Regions from separate parts of the Macaca mulatta genome. Here region 2 is linked to region 1. Evidence: chromatin contacts called from public Hi-C data. All regions are on one chromosome and are shown on one strand. The core of a region is the stretch at or near the end of the contact, and the rest is flanking DNA. Distances in the headings are between cores, read along the strand shown.

Region 1 (7,023 bases), core at 1,797-4,296:
TAAATGACACCAAAATTGAACAAACCCAACAAACTATTTCAACCAACTTCATCAAAATGTGTCAGGTCAGAAATTATTTGTAACAGTACTGCTACAAATTGTACAAACAAGGGAGATTCCTTTGTCACCTACTTGTCTGACAAGGTTGTATGTATACTGCACTGATGGATTTAATCAACAGGTTGATGTTCAAAAGGTCTATTAATATATTTCCTTTTATCAGTAACCCCTATGTTCATATTATCTTCTGCCCTTTCTACATGTGAGCTTGAAAGGCTCCTAGAACACAGGAAGCAGTTAGCTCTAGTTCCTTCGGGAGACTGGTGTCATGATAATCATGCAAAACCTTTAATTAGGTGTCGAGAATACAAATATCAAAAAGATTCTTGGACGTACGTATTAAAATGCTTAACACTTCTTTGAAGCAACCAACGCAAAAACATCATCTCTGCAAGGGGCCACTCCACTTACCACCAGTGTCTCCCACATTAATACCCAAAGCTGGTATATGTTAAAAGAAAAATGTCTTATAAACTGACGGTGAGCTTTGCAACAATTTTTATGCCATTAACATGTCACTTTATTGAGTTCCTTAACACTAAGAAAAACTTTTCCCAGGCACGTAGTTTTCATCCCACATACAGTTCAGTATTTTTTCTGTACTGCAGGTCTGATTCTAACAACTCAAACGTCAAAAAATAGTTACTTATGAATTTAATGATTGTGATTACGTACATCTCAGTGCAGGATAGGGCTGGAAAAAAAAATATTCCAAACAAGAAAACCTGGATTTAATAGCAAGAAGCCTAATCACACATCACACGCCTAACCGCTCTCAGGCATAGTTTCTTCCTGCAGCCCCTCCCCCACAGGTAAATGCTAACTATTTCTAGAACTCTCAACAATTTGGGAAGCTTGCCATCAACTCCCAGGACACCACCCAACATACACCATGTTTTCGGGGAGACAAAGGTGCCTCAGACTATAAACTTATTAAAATGGTGAGAACATACAATCCCAGGAAGTCAGCATTACTAAAATACATCAATGTAGCATGGGTCTTATTTTAACAAAAATGAAAATGAATCACACTGGAAAACCCAAACAGTCACTCATTGTTATCTTCAACGTGTAATCGAAATTATTTATTCCAAGTTGTTTCAGGTAAGTGGATGAAGACACCACGAGGGCCTTATTATTATCCAAACTGGAGAAGGAGCCTTTAGGAAAAAAAGGAGGGGGAAGAAGATCACTTAATTACATGAGGTGGGGGGTGGAGAAACCATTCAGTCTTAAAATTCAGACTAAAAATAACCTGTCATTTTCACCCACTACATTTTATTAACAAGTTTGTTTAGATCAGCATACGGTTCCTGTTTGGAAAACAAGAAAGTGAACAGTAAACTTTCCTAAGTCAACTGCAAATCACATAGGTACTAAAACTCTTCACCCCCGGTGCCTGCACAGTCCAAGATTTTAAGTAAACTCCAGACATTGAGAACACCTAATTTCTAACTAGTTTCCAACATTTCTCATTTGTAATCACCAAATTATCTTAGAGACACTTAAGACAATCCAACAAAGAGAGCATTTTTTCAAAGCCACAACCCAAATTTTACATGAAACACACCATTTTCACAACCTAAATTTAATCCCGGTTACCAATGCGAAGTGATGCCTGCTTCAGCAAATTAAGAACTTCCAAAAATACTGAACACGTTAACGCATGGATGGCTTCCCTCGAGCTGCCATTTAAGATTAATATTCCACTTAAATAAAAGTCTGCTTCTGTTCAAAAAATTAAATCGGTTGCAAAGAGGAAGTTACCGAGAAACCACCCTCACAACGTGGCCTTTACACTGTCAGAAAATAACGTGACTCTGTGCCACCCAAAACTTACCAGGAAGCTGACAATAACTTTGCCAATTCTACACTCCTGAACCCAACTTCAAAGAATCTCCACCAAATACCTCCTTAAGACGATAGAAAGCACTAAGTTACAAATAAACACGTCCCGGAGCAAGGCCTGGCTGCCGCGCGCCCCTCCCCCGGCCGGCGCCCCCGCCCCGGACGCGCGGCCCCAACAGCCGCCCGCAGCCCCTAGCACGCCGGCCGGGGTCGCCGCGCCCGGGCCGGGGACGCGCCTGGGGAGGGGAGATTTCCATTGCCGCCCGAGGTTTCACAAAATAGCATACACCGAAAAGCTCCTTCTCCTCTGCTAAAAATAGGCTATAAAGGAGTCGGCCTCATGATGGCTCCTTGATTCAATTTGCTGCAAATCCTTTCCTAAAAGCCTCCCCCCCCCATACACACACGCACAAAAAGGGGGTGTAAATGCACGAAGGGAGGAAGAGGGGGAGAAGGCCGAGGTGCACATTTTCGGGGACAACATAATTAGGGTGAGGATCCCCCGAGACCAGGAAAGGGTAGGGGGTGGGCAGGCACGTGAGCATTTCAAAGAAACCTGAGAGAGGAAAACGGGGGGATGGGGGCGCCCCAAGTGCCCTCCCTGCCTTCCCTCCCCCCACGCAAGCCCAGTTCCCCCAAGGGCCAAGTTGAAAAATGCATGTTCCACTCGCGCCCATCCCCCGCGGCCCAGCGCCCCCGGCCGCCTCTGGCCCGCGCCCCCCGCCCAGGCCCGCGACCGCCCCCACTCCGGGGTCCGGCCCCCAGCGCTTACCTGGAAACGGTGGCCTCCAACGCCGCTCCCCCCTCCCGGGAATGGAGGCACTAGGAAATTCCCCTCCTCGCCGCCGCCGCCACCGCCTCCAACCACCCCCAAAATAACCCCTCCGGGGGGTGAGAGGCAATTATAACCCCAGCGAGCGGAGGGCGCGGGGGATGGGCGCCGGGAGGGCGGGGGCGGGGAGCGCGGCGCGGGTCCCCAGGTGGCGAGCGGAGGTGCTCCCGCCGCTGGGGGAGGGGCGGGGGCGCACGCGGCCGGCGGCGGGGGGAGGCGGCGCGCGGGGGAAGGGCGCGAGCGGGGAGAGGAATTGAGGCAGAAGGTAAAAGCTGTTACTAAGGGAAAGAGCCAAACGGTTCGGAGCAGCCAACGGCTCAGACACTCAACACTAGGGAGAGAGGAATGGGGACCAGCCAGGCACAAATGAGCTCGCGAGGCCCGCGGCGGCGGCGGCGGCGGCCGCGCAGCAAAACAAACCCGAGCGGCCTGCGCCGGGCGGGCGGGCGAGCGGGCGGGCGCGCGGGGGAGGGGCCGGCGGGGGAGGGGCGCCGCGGACGCGGGGAGGCGGTGGCGGCGGCGGCGCGGCGGGGGGGGCTCCAGCTGCCGCGCTCCTCTCCCTCCCGGCCCGCTCCGGCGGCGCTGGGGGCTGGGCTGTGCGGCGCATTCTTTTTAAAAATCAGGCGAGCCCCGCGGGCACTCAAAGGCGCCTCGGGGCCCCGGGCCGCCCGCCCCGCCCCCACCGCCGCGGGCTGGCCTGAGTGTGCTCGGGTGTGGGCCGCTGGGCCCGAGACGGGTGGGGGCGGGGAGGCCCGCGCGGTGGCCGGGGTGGAGCCGCTGGCGAAGTTTCCCAAGGAGGCCGCGGGCTTCCGCGTGTCCTGGGGGCGGCCCGGCGGCGCTGGGGGCTGGGCGCACACGCGGCGGGCATGTGCGGGAGCGCGGCGCGGCATCATATGGACATTTGTTTGTGAAAATCTCTGTGCACACCTTTGTGTGCGTAAATACATATGGTTCTCGGAAGCGTACCTGGAAAGGTGCTTTATCTGTATTAAGCGACTTTCAAAATGTGATCCAGAGCACGGGATCTGGAGAGAAAACACGCACACAAGAAAGGATTTTTGATACTAAACACAAAGCTGTAATTGAAGTGTTTATGCCCAAATGTACTGTGAATCAAGCATATGGTGGTATTTATCATCTGGTGGGTCTGTTTGAAAGGTTTGGTCGATCAGTTCTTATTTCACAAAAATAAAATAATGTAACTAAATGTTTACTAAACATATACCTCCACGGTGGCATCCACAGTAGAAGTTTACCCACTTTGTATACTTTTTGCATGTGTGAAGCACAGCAAGGCTGTTTATAAAGTGTACCTTTGATAAGTGATAATGTGGGCAGTATGATTGAGGGGGGTCGTTTTTAAAGAAGGGAGGCACTTCAGGTTTTAAAGCAAATGGGGTGGTAATCTTTCTAAGACTTTCAGAAAGATGGGGTGGGGCGCTTCTTAGAGCTCTGTATAAGCTCAGGACTGGAGAAGCAGCCACCCTTTTAATTAAGATACCACTTGAAACCTTTTTGTTATTTCGGTTATTACTGCCTTCAAAGCAAAATAATATTTGCAGCTTTTTCTTAAAGGTGAAGGGTACTGTTTTCCTGCTCTCATCACAATATTTGAAAATAGATGTAGCGATCACTTTAAAGCGACTATCATTTCCTCTCAGTATCAGAAGCCTAAAGTTTTGCGACACACACACACACACACACACACACACACACTACTTGTAACTTGCACCAGTGTGGACTCCTGGTGGCCTAAAACGTTCAGTGATTAGACAGGTGGTTTCTTGGCTAAGGTCAATGTCTCTTTCCCCCAGGAGCCCTTGCTTGGGGGAGCTGCCAGAGGCCTTTCCTGAATGACCTAGTGGGGCAGGGAGCAGGAAAACCATCAGAGGAAAGGGAGTAGTGGGATTGGAAACTCCCTTCCAACCACCAGAAAGAGAGTTCAAAGCATATCAGTGGTGTGGCCTTAGAGCTATTTTGATGTATGAAAGTGGGAATGTTGGATTAAACAATGTCACCCGATGGGAATTTAGATAACTGCAGGTTTCCAAAACACTATGCAGAGTGTACAGGGAAACCGCACAAAGCAAGTTTTGCATTTCAATAGGCTTCTAAAGCTGAGGCTTGTTTACCTCAAAACTAACACCTTTCAGAAGACTTTATTTCAGAATTGAGAAGAGTATAGTATCTTCCTTTTTTTTTTTTTTTTTGAGTTGATTAATGGCATAGATATCACTAAACATACCCTGTCTTCAATAAATAAACCATCTCGGTGGAGCCACTCAATGAAACATATCTATTGGCTTAGATTATTTTTTAAGTTTCATATTGTGCTACCACGGGCGGGTCTTCTCCATACAGCAGTGACCGTAAAATCAAACCCCACTTTCAGTGAATGAGGACTTCTCAACCATACAGTTCTTAAGCGTCATATTCAAAGCTGCCTACCCCATGCTTTCTCCTTCCCCTAAATGACCTCTCTCCCTTATTCCACAAGGGAGGAGACACCCTCCTTCAGGTTCATAGGATCAGGCCTTCCAGCCTGAAGTTCTTATACCCTACACCAAGCTGCCTCCTAAAGTTGTTCAGCGTTAGTTGAGCCTCCTAACAATGATAATAATCCATGCATTTGTTTATATCCCTATAGTTTACAAGACATTTCTGTGCATAAATGACTGCATTTTAATATGAAGATCATCGAGTCTGGGGACTTATAAATTCATTGCAGTAAAATGTACTTTACTCACCACTGTTGGATCACACTAATTGAAGAGAGAGCAGGAGTACTTTTTTTTTCTTTGAGACGGCGTTTCGCTCTTGTCACCCAGGTTGGAGTGCAATGGCAGAATCTCGGCTCACTGCAACCTCCGCCTCCCGGGTTCAAGTGATTCTCCTGCCTCAGCCTCCCGAGTAGTTGGGATTACAGGCGTGTGCCACCACGCCCGGCTAATTTTGTATTTTTAGCAGAGATGGGGTTTCTCCGTGTTGGTCAGGCTGGTCTCAAACTCCTGACCTCAGGTGATCTACCCGCCTCAGCCTCCCAGTGTTGGGATTGCAGGTGTGAGCCACCGTGCCCAGCGACCTGGAGTGCTTTTAAACAAACAAACAGAAAAAATGGGGGCACCCAAATGTGGAAAGGCCTTGATTCCTCCAGCAAAGGGGGTTTTAAATCACATCACATTTTGATCCCTTTGATTTTATATTCTGGAAACTATCTGAAACAACAGTGTGGCTTCAACGTTAAATACTCAGAGAAATAAACCATCACTCAGAGATCACATGTATTGTCCCATCACCCTCTAGCTGTCCCAACATATCCAGCATAAAGGATCAGGGCTGCACCAAAATACAAGCAATGATTATACTCACTGGATGAGGAAAGGACAAAGAAGGAACTCTTGTTACTAATATTCAATACTGTGTCCTAATCTAAAACTCCCATTACACTTTGAATTAAATGTTAATGTGTTTCTAGAAAGGAGAGATTACTGTGTTATTAACAAATTGCAAAGCAAAGGAGCACATTAAGAAGTTCTCTACTGGGTGCCATGGCTCACACCTGTAATCCTAGCACTTTGGGAGGCTGAGGCCGGCGGATCATGAGGTCAGGAGTTCAAGACCAGCCTGGCCAACATGATGAAACTTCGTCTGTACGAAAAACGCAAAATGTTAGTCGGGCGTGGTGGCGGGTGCCTATAATCCCAGCTACTTGGGAGGCTGAGGCAGGAGAATCACTTGAACCCTGGAGGGGAAGGTTGCAGTGAACCGAGATCGCGCCCCTGCACTCCAGCCTGGGAGACAGAGCGAGACTCTGATTCAAAAAAAAAAAAAAAAAGTTATCTCTTGAACTTTCTAGCTAATTACTTAATGAAGAGAAATTTCATACCAGTAACTGTTATCAGAAGTTACATATGTATTATAAAATGGCTAAACAAATCCTGACTTGTTTTATTTCAGTAATATTTTCCCAAAGGGGTATGGCATGGCAAGATAGCCTACACCTTTGCAACTTTCATCGCTCAAGACATGAAATATTTTTTAAAGTTAAGCTGTTCAATCCCAGGACTACAGGGTCTCATTACTATATGTACTTTTAAATCATCATGATGTTTTAAATTGTTTACATTAGCTCATCTACATAAAGTATTTAAAACAAACTTAACTGTATAAAAAAGACATTTGATACCCAAAATATTCTCCTAGTGCTGTAACTCATTTTATATTCTTTACTCACCCTGGAATTCAGTGGCTTTACATCTGTAGCGTTTACCCCCAGGCGTCTT
Region 2 (6,890 bases), core at 2,498-4,997, 630 kb after region 1:
GGAGTTTGAGGCTTCAGTGGCCTATGATCTGTCACTCCAGCCTAGGTGACAGAGAGAGACACTATCTTTAAAAAAATAAATACAGGCCAGGCGCAGTGGCTCGTGCCTGTAATCCTAACACTTTGGGAGGCTGAGGTGGGTGGATCACTTGTGGTCAGGAGTTTGAGACCATCCTGGCCAGCATGGTGGAACTCTGTCTCTTCTAAACATACAAAATTTAGCTGGGCATTGTGGCATACGCCTGTAATCCCAGCTACTTGGGAGGCTGAGGCAGGAGAATGGCTTGAACATGGGAGGCGGAGGTTGCAGTGAGCCAAGATCATGCCACTTCACTCCAGCCTGGGCACCAGTAAGTGAGACTCTGTCTTAAAACAAACAGACAAACAAACAAATAAACAAACAAACAAAGTTCAAAGTAGATAGTAACGATGAGAGGTACACGTGTGGTGTTAAAAGAAGCAATTTATATCTTAGCACAATCTGTGGACCACCCCACAAGAAGATATTGTAACAAGTAAAACCTTTATACTTTCTAATACATTAACTCTTTTAATTTCTTAATGGTGGCTTTTAAATACTTAATGATTCTTTAATGTGGATTTCAAAAGCGAGACAGTGCAGTATCCATGCATAGCCACCCAGGACTACTAAAGGTCACAGTGGAGAAGACTTGTCAAAATATTATAATCCTATGGATAATTCTATCCTTTAACTCTGTATGCAATTTAGATCATAAACTTGCAAAGTGGATGCCAAGCCTCATATTAGTCCTTCATCTCAAGTTGTCAAAAATTGATTTCACCAAGTTCAGAGAGAGAGAAAGTAAAGCAAAAATGGACTATTTTCCTAAAGGGTATGTGCATACTATCTATACATTCATTCAACATTATTAAGCATTTAGTATATCATGGGGATGGTACTGGGCATGGAATTATAACAAAAGTAAAATTTTTTTATTTTCCTCAAGGAAAATAATTTATTGTTTAGGTGGAGAGACAGATTTATAAACAAATAGTTATGACAATGAGAGAAGTACCGATAGACATTTGTAAGAAAGGAAAAGCCAAGCTCTGCCTAGCAGGATAGAGAAAAGGCCACATTGAACTGGCGTTTGAATTGCCTTTTGAAAGATGTGCATTTTGCCAAGTGGAGATTGTACAACATCAATGATATTCATCCTGGTTAGGAAATATTCTTGGAGCACCTCCCAGCCTATCATTCTAATATTTCCTGAGTACCTACCAAGGATTCGGTGTGGGATTAGGTGATGGGGTAATTATAAAGAAATAGAAGTCTTGCTACTCATCTTCAGAATGTTTACTCATAAGGAGTAGTAAATTTCCCCACACTTTCAACAGTGATTAAGAGGTCATGACCGTCAGTCCTAACTAGTGTGTCACATCATAAATTCTGTAGATTAGAGAGCACGATCATGCAATTCACAGACACCATGGCAAGCCTCACAGCTGGGGTAAGGCTTAATCTGTTCCTCGAAAACTGGGATGAGGTTTGGATATGGGAGAGAGAATGCTTTGACAGTCAAGTCACAAACCTGTATTGAGGGCCTACCATGTGTCAGGCTCGTGAATAAAGAAGCAGCATGGGAGTGGGGAGAAAACTGGGATTGAGGATACATGGATTTGTGGAAAAACCTGGCTGGACCAGTGAGTTTGAGGTGAGGGATGGTGGGAAATAAATATAGAGTGAAACGAGTTTGGGCAAGAAAACTGCTGCTAGATTGAAAGGTGCTCTAAAAGACAGGCAGTGGCTTTTGGGTTTGGCATTTATGAAAATGGGGAGTCACCAGAGGTTTTTGTGTATGGGAGAGACTGCTGAAAGAAGTACACAAATAAAAGTAACCTTCTTTATGGGATGTTACATTGGAACAGCTGGAAGGGCTTGTAGAGATCCCTTCACTCACTAGCCCATCTGAATACCCTTCAGACGGCTGTCATTTGACTGAAAAGGCAATGCAGGCTCACAGAGGTGATAGGATTTGCTTAAGACAAATAGAGTAATCTTGTCTCCATTTCAGGCTCCTTCTTTCTATCTTAACAGTGCGTGTGTTCCAGGCTGGGTGGATGGACAGTAAAGGGAGCAGGAACATCCTCGTCCAGGACCAGCCAGGCTGAATGAGAGGGCAAACAGGAAGCAGCATTGACCCAGATTATGTTACAGCCATAGAAAGAACATATTAGAACTCAAAGAAGACCTAAATGCCATCCAGCCTCATCCTATTGCTTTGCAGAGAGGGACAGTTGAGGACCCAGAGGGAAAGTTACTCACACAACATAGCGATCTAATGGTCTGACTTTAAGTCCAGCTATTTTCTCTCTGTCAAGCTCCCTTCCTCCTTCAGATTCTATGTGTTGATGGGCTCTATTTTCTGTTCCCAGCTAGTTACCTGTTCATGCACTATACCCCTTGGGTCCTCTGTTAAAGACGGACTTAGTTATTTAGATACCTGTGCTGCTGATGTATTTACCACATCTATTCTGTTCTTAGGTTGCATGTTGTATGCGTGTGTGTGTGTGTGTGTGTGTGTGTGTGTGTGTGTGTGTGATGTGCTATGAAAAGAAAGCTAAGGGAGGCATACGGAAGATTGCACCAGAATGACGTTGTACCTTTATCCAAAAGAGCCATACTTTCCTTCATTCTTCCTCCTCCCCAGAAGGAGACCAGTTCTTATAGCTGCAGAGAAGGGTAGGGAATGACAGTAGGAGAGAGGCATTGCTAGAGTCAGAGGCACAGGTGGCATGAGAAGTGCAGACCAGTCAGAAACGACAAGACCCTTCACACTCTTGCCCTCAGCCCTGTGCTCTGGAATCCTCTCTCTGATCCTGATCATGATTGTGTAAGGGTAAGAGGTTGGGAGGAAGGAACCTCAGCAACATCTCCTCTCTTGCCCTTCTGAACTCTGGAAGCCACGTTGTTTTCCGAGAGAGGTGGAGGAGGTCAGGGACTACCTAATATCTGGTGCTGCTGGAGAAGATGCTTTCCAAATGAACAGTTAAGAAGAGTGATGAAGGTACTAAAGAAATTTAGCCACAAAAGCACTTGCAATTAGTGTTAAAAGGCAGTTGGAACAGATACTTAGATTTGGTAATTTAAAAAAGTAAAGGCACACCTATATGAATAAAGTTCTGAGTAACCTCTCCCCTGCTCCTAAGAATTCGGCACATTTCTTTAACTGTGGCCTGAATAACGAATGGAGATGTACATTTTAGCCTTCAGGGATCAAATGAGTCCTTAAAGAAACAACAGGCCTCTACATAACTGAGGGAAGATCAATATAAAATTATTTCTGAGTGTAAATCATCAAATGTAGTTGAACAATTAAATTACCTTATTGGAACTGTGGTTGTTCTAGCAAATATTTTTTTCACAGTAGGAAATTCTGGAATGCACACTTAAGGCCATTCAGCTATTTACATGCTAGTGTACATTTATTATTAATATGCACATTGAAATATTTTTTCTCATTTAAGGTATATGTTTATGTTTATAATAGAGTGAATATCCCTGAACTCCATTCACGTAACTGTACAGTATTTTTTCATTCATTTAAACTGAGTTAAGATTTATCTATATACTTTATATTTTAGATTTGGGGAAAGCTAAGCAGCAGAAATATTATAACATAGACAATGGTATTAACATATTCAGATCTACAACTCAGCCCTCACTGCTTTACACATGTAATTAGGTTGTTTCCATGGTAATGATCTAATTATGGGCTTCTCCTTGGCCTTGTGTAATCACATTTGCTGCATTTTGGCAGAGATGTTTGCCTTATTTTGTTGAACTGCAACACTTGACAAGATGTTCTCTCTTAAGATGAATAGTGATTTTTCTTGGGAGACAAAAACAAAAAACGAAATAACACCATCAAAGGTGATTTGAGAGGGATTATAGGTATTTGACAAATCATGACAGTAATAAAATATCTATCACCTTTGAAAGCATATTCTATTTTCATCTTTGTGTGTGTTATTACTGATGGAAATCATAGGAGGTTCTCGTTTTAAGAAACCATGTGTGCTATTTAAATATATGATTTTCATGGGGCCTAGAGGCTTGAAGGAAAAGAAATGTTAGGCCAGAGAAGAGAAAGCTCCTGAGAGCTTTGTAGAAAGAGAACTGGAGGCTGCATTCAGTGAGAATATTATATTGCAATTGACAAAGCTATTCATGAAAATATATTTGATTATGGTTGCCATGGCAGTAGGAAACACCTGAAAAAAAATCAATTAAGACTTATCTTGGCAGGGATGCAAACGCAATCCCTTATGCACATGCGGAAGAAGACAGGAGATGTAAATACTTGCAGAAAGACAGCTTTATCATCACGTGGTCCCCTCAGAAAAACCCTGGAATATGAGAAAAATAAAAGTTTAGCTCTTTTATCTGCATAAAATAACACTGTGCTATAAGGCATTTCTTTACAGGAAATTCATCCTTACAGTGGAAAGGATGCATATAGTGGGTGGTGCAGGCTTGTTGTTTTAGGGTTAGCAAGAAGGTGTATGGGCTCCAATGTCACAGTGCCCAAGGTCCTGATACCTGGTGTTCAGGGGCTAGGAATTCAAAGCTTTCTTCTTTAACTATTATGGAGACAGCTCCAAATCCAAAAGTAGTGGACCAGATCTCTAAGAGCCCAGAATGTTGAAACTGCTTTCTGAGTATCATTTTGTGGGAATAGGGTGGGTGAGTGTAGTTTTTGCTAACCTAATTTATTAAACGGCATAGATATAGCATGATGCTTGGGAATAATAATGATAATGACCTGATTTTCAATTTGTAGCAAACCAACCCCTATGAAATATTATATGGCTTTGTTTTAAACTTACATAGTGTTATTTTCCCAGGGGGAAAATGATATTCATGGGATATTTAGTAATTGTTTATAGGCAATTAACAAGACATTTTTAATTTAATATATTTTTTGAAAAAATATTTATTTAATAGTTACCATGTGTCAAGCATGGTACAAAGGCCTGGGAATACAGCAATGAATCAGAAAGACATGATTGCTGCTCTCAAGTTTTTTTATCATTTTGTAGAGAAAGTGGCAAAAACAAACAAATAAACAAACAAACAAGACCAATTTCATTTCTGCCCTAAGCAGTGTTAAGTAGGGAAATATAGGGTCCAAGGAGAGCAAAGAGGAGGGTGGTGTCTGACAGGGTGACATTCATCTAGCAGAGGGAACAGGGACCAAACACAACATGGAACATGGACCCGACATCACAGATCAACACCGAACAGGACAGTGTGATGGGAGCCGGTGGAGTATAAGTGGGAATGATGAGTGGTGAGACAGGCAGGCAAGCAAGATCACAGAACTGAAGTGCTGGTAAACTACATTGACAAGCTTGGCCCCTCAGCACAACCAGAACCCATTCAAAAGTGTCAAGCAAAGGAGCAACACAGCCTGATTTGCAATACCTGCTGCTGTTAGCTTTAGTGGTTTTGAAGCAGTGATTTTGGAAAAATCAATCCAATGATTTTCATTCTGAAGTATTTTGGCTGCTAACTGGGACTTTCATTGTGTGGTCTAAGGTGAGTTACTTTACCTCTCTAGCATCCTGTGTTTTCCTCTACATGGGCCCTTTTACCTGTTTCTCTATGATGCGATTTCTCAGTTGTGTTTGTTTTTTGTTGACAGACAGACTTGCTTACAGTGTGACTACACATGCACCCAGGAGTGAATTATCTTTGATTACTTGGAGTTCTGTCCTATCCACCAGCTGGCTGATCTAAAACCTTTTAAACTCCTTTGCTCTCATCATGAGGTCTTGCCTCCCAGAAGGATTAAACCAGGAGGGCAACAGCGCCTGTCATGGAGAAGGATGTGGGTTTGCCTGAGTCACTGTGTGTGAGAGTGAATGATGGTTTTAGGAAGTAGCCATAAAGCATTGGGGGCATGGCTGTGAATGGCTTTCATATTCTCTGCTCTGCTTTTGATTACACCAAGGACAGCTTTTTATTGAGTAGCTTATAGCATGTGGCTGTGTTTTAAGTACTTGAATAACATAGTCAAAATAAACCAGGTTACTCTGTTTGGTGGGCAAGTCTAACAAACATGTAAAGAACATAAGTGTACTTCTTGTAAGTCACAAATACATCTAGAAGTTAAAAAGAAGATCAGAATATGTTAGTTGGTCTTAGAATAAACTTTCCCTTAAGGGTTTGGTTTAGAATATGGGCGTGAAATTCAGTTTTCTCATGAACAATTTTACATTATTGTTAATAATGAACAGTTTGTTCATTATTACCATCAACAAAGTGATGTAAATAACATTGTCTGTTTGATGCTGGTGTATAGGTGATATTGGTGTACTGAAGAAAGGTAACCATGCGTTTATTCAGTGTTGCTATGTATCTAACATAAATTAGGTATTTGGCATAATCAGATGAAAAAACTGTCATCCAGAAGTTCATTCTATAATGCACAGTTAATTATTGCCTTGTATAATAAATACAGTATAAAATATACTTAATGGAACACAGGTAATGGCATTTAGCCTACCTTTGTAGGTTAGAGTAAGAGGTAGTTAGTGGTGGATTGTTATCTGTTTCTCCAGTATTCTTAATCATTCAAGTCTAATTCCAGTCTAACTATGCCATATAAAAATCCCAAAGTAACCATGAGAATTTAGACATTGAGGTAAAATGAAATATTTAAAAGAATCCCTTGAATCTAGTCTTGTTGAGTTTCTTTCTGTAAAAATGAAGAGAATGTTCTGACTGGTCACTTAGTCATTCCTTCACTCAACATGTTCAAGCCACTATGTTCCAGGCACTATTCCTGGGCCTGTGGTTACGGAGATAAACAAGACTGACAAGGTCTTGGTTGCCATGGAGCCTAACTTCTAGGGGATCCCATG

What was found. A called contact is a pair of places that touch in the nucleus more often than the background predicts.
Region 2: a contact with region 1 is called in a Hi-C map of fetal cortex germinal zone, with 3 times the contacts expected there. The contact joins the enhancer-like site here to the promoter of TBL1XR1 in region 1. A contact is called at or near these places in 2 of 14 Hi-C or Micro-C datasets (fetal cortex germinal zone and fetal cortical plate).

Annotation. Positions count from the first base shown.
Region 1 is chr2:89,172,140-89,179,162 of T2T-MMU8v2.0, forward strand. It overlaps TBL1XR1 (TBL1X/Y related 1), which reads right to left and starts at 3,047. Exons shown (of 18, transcript XM_077994184.1): 1 at 2,681-3,047.
Region 2 is chr2:89,802,579-89,809,468 of T2T-MMU8v2.0, forward strand. The region is part of intron 1 of LOC106996985 (a long non-coding RNA gene); the gene reads left to right. Among named protein-coding and RNA genes, the nearest start is that of TBL1XR1, 630 kb to the left of the region's middle. Within about 2 kb of position 3,748, at least 8 of the 40 cell types and tissues checked have an H3K27ac peak or open chromatin away from gene starts, as enhancers often do. A contact at or near this core is called in fetal cortex germinal zone and fetal cortical plate, where this site is marked.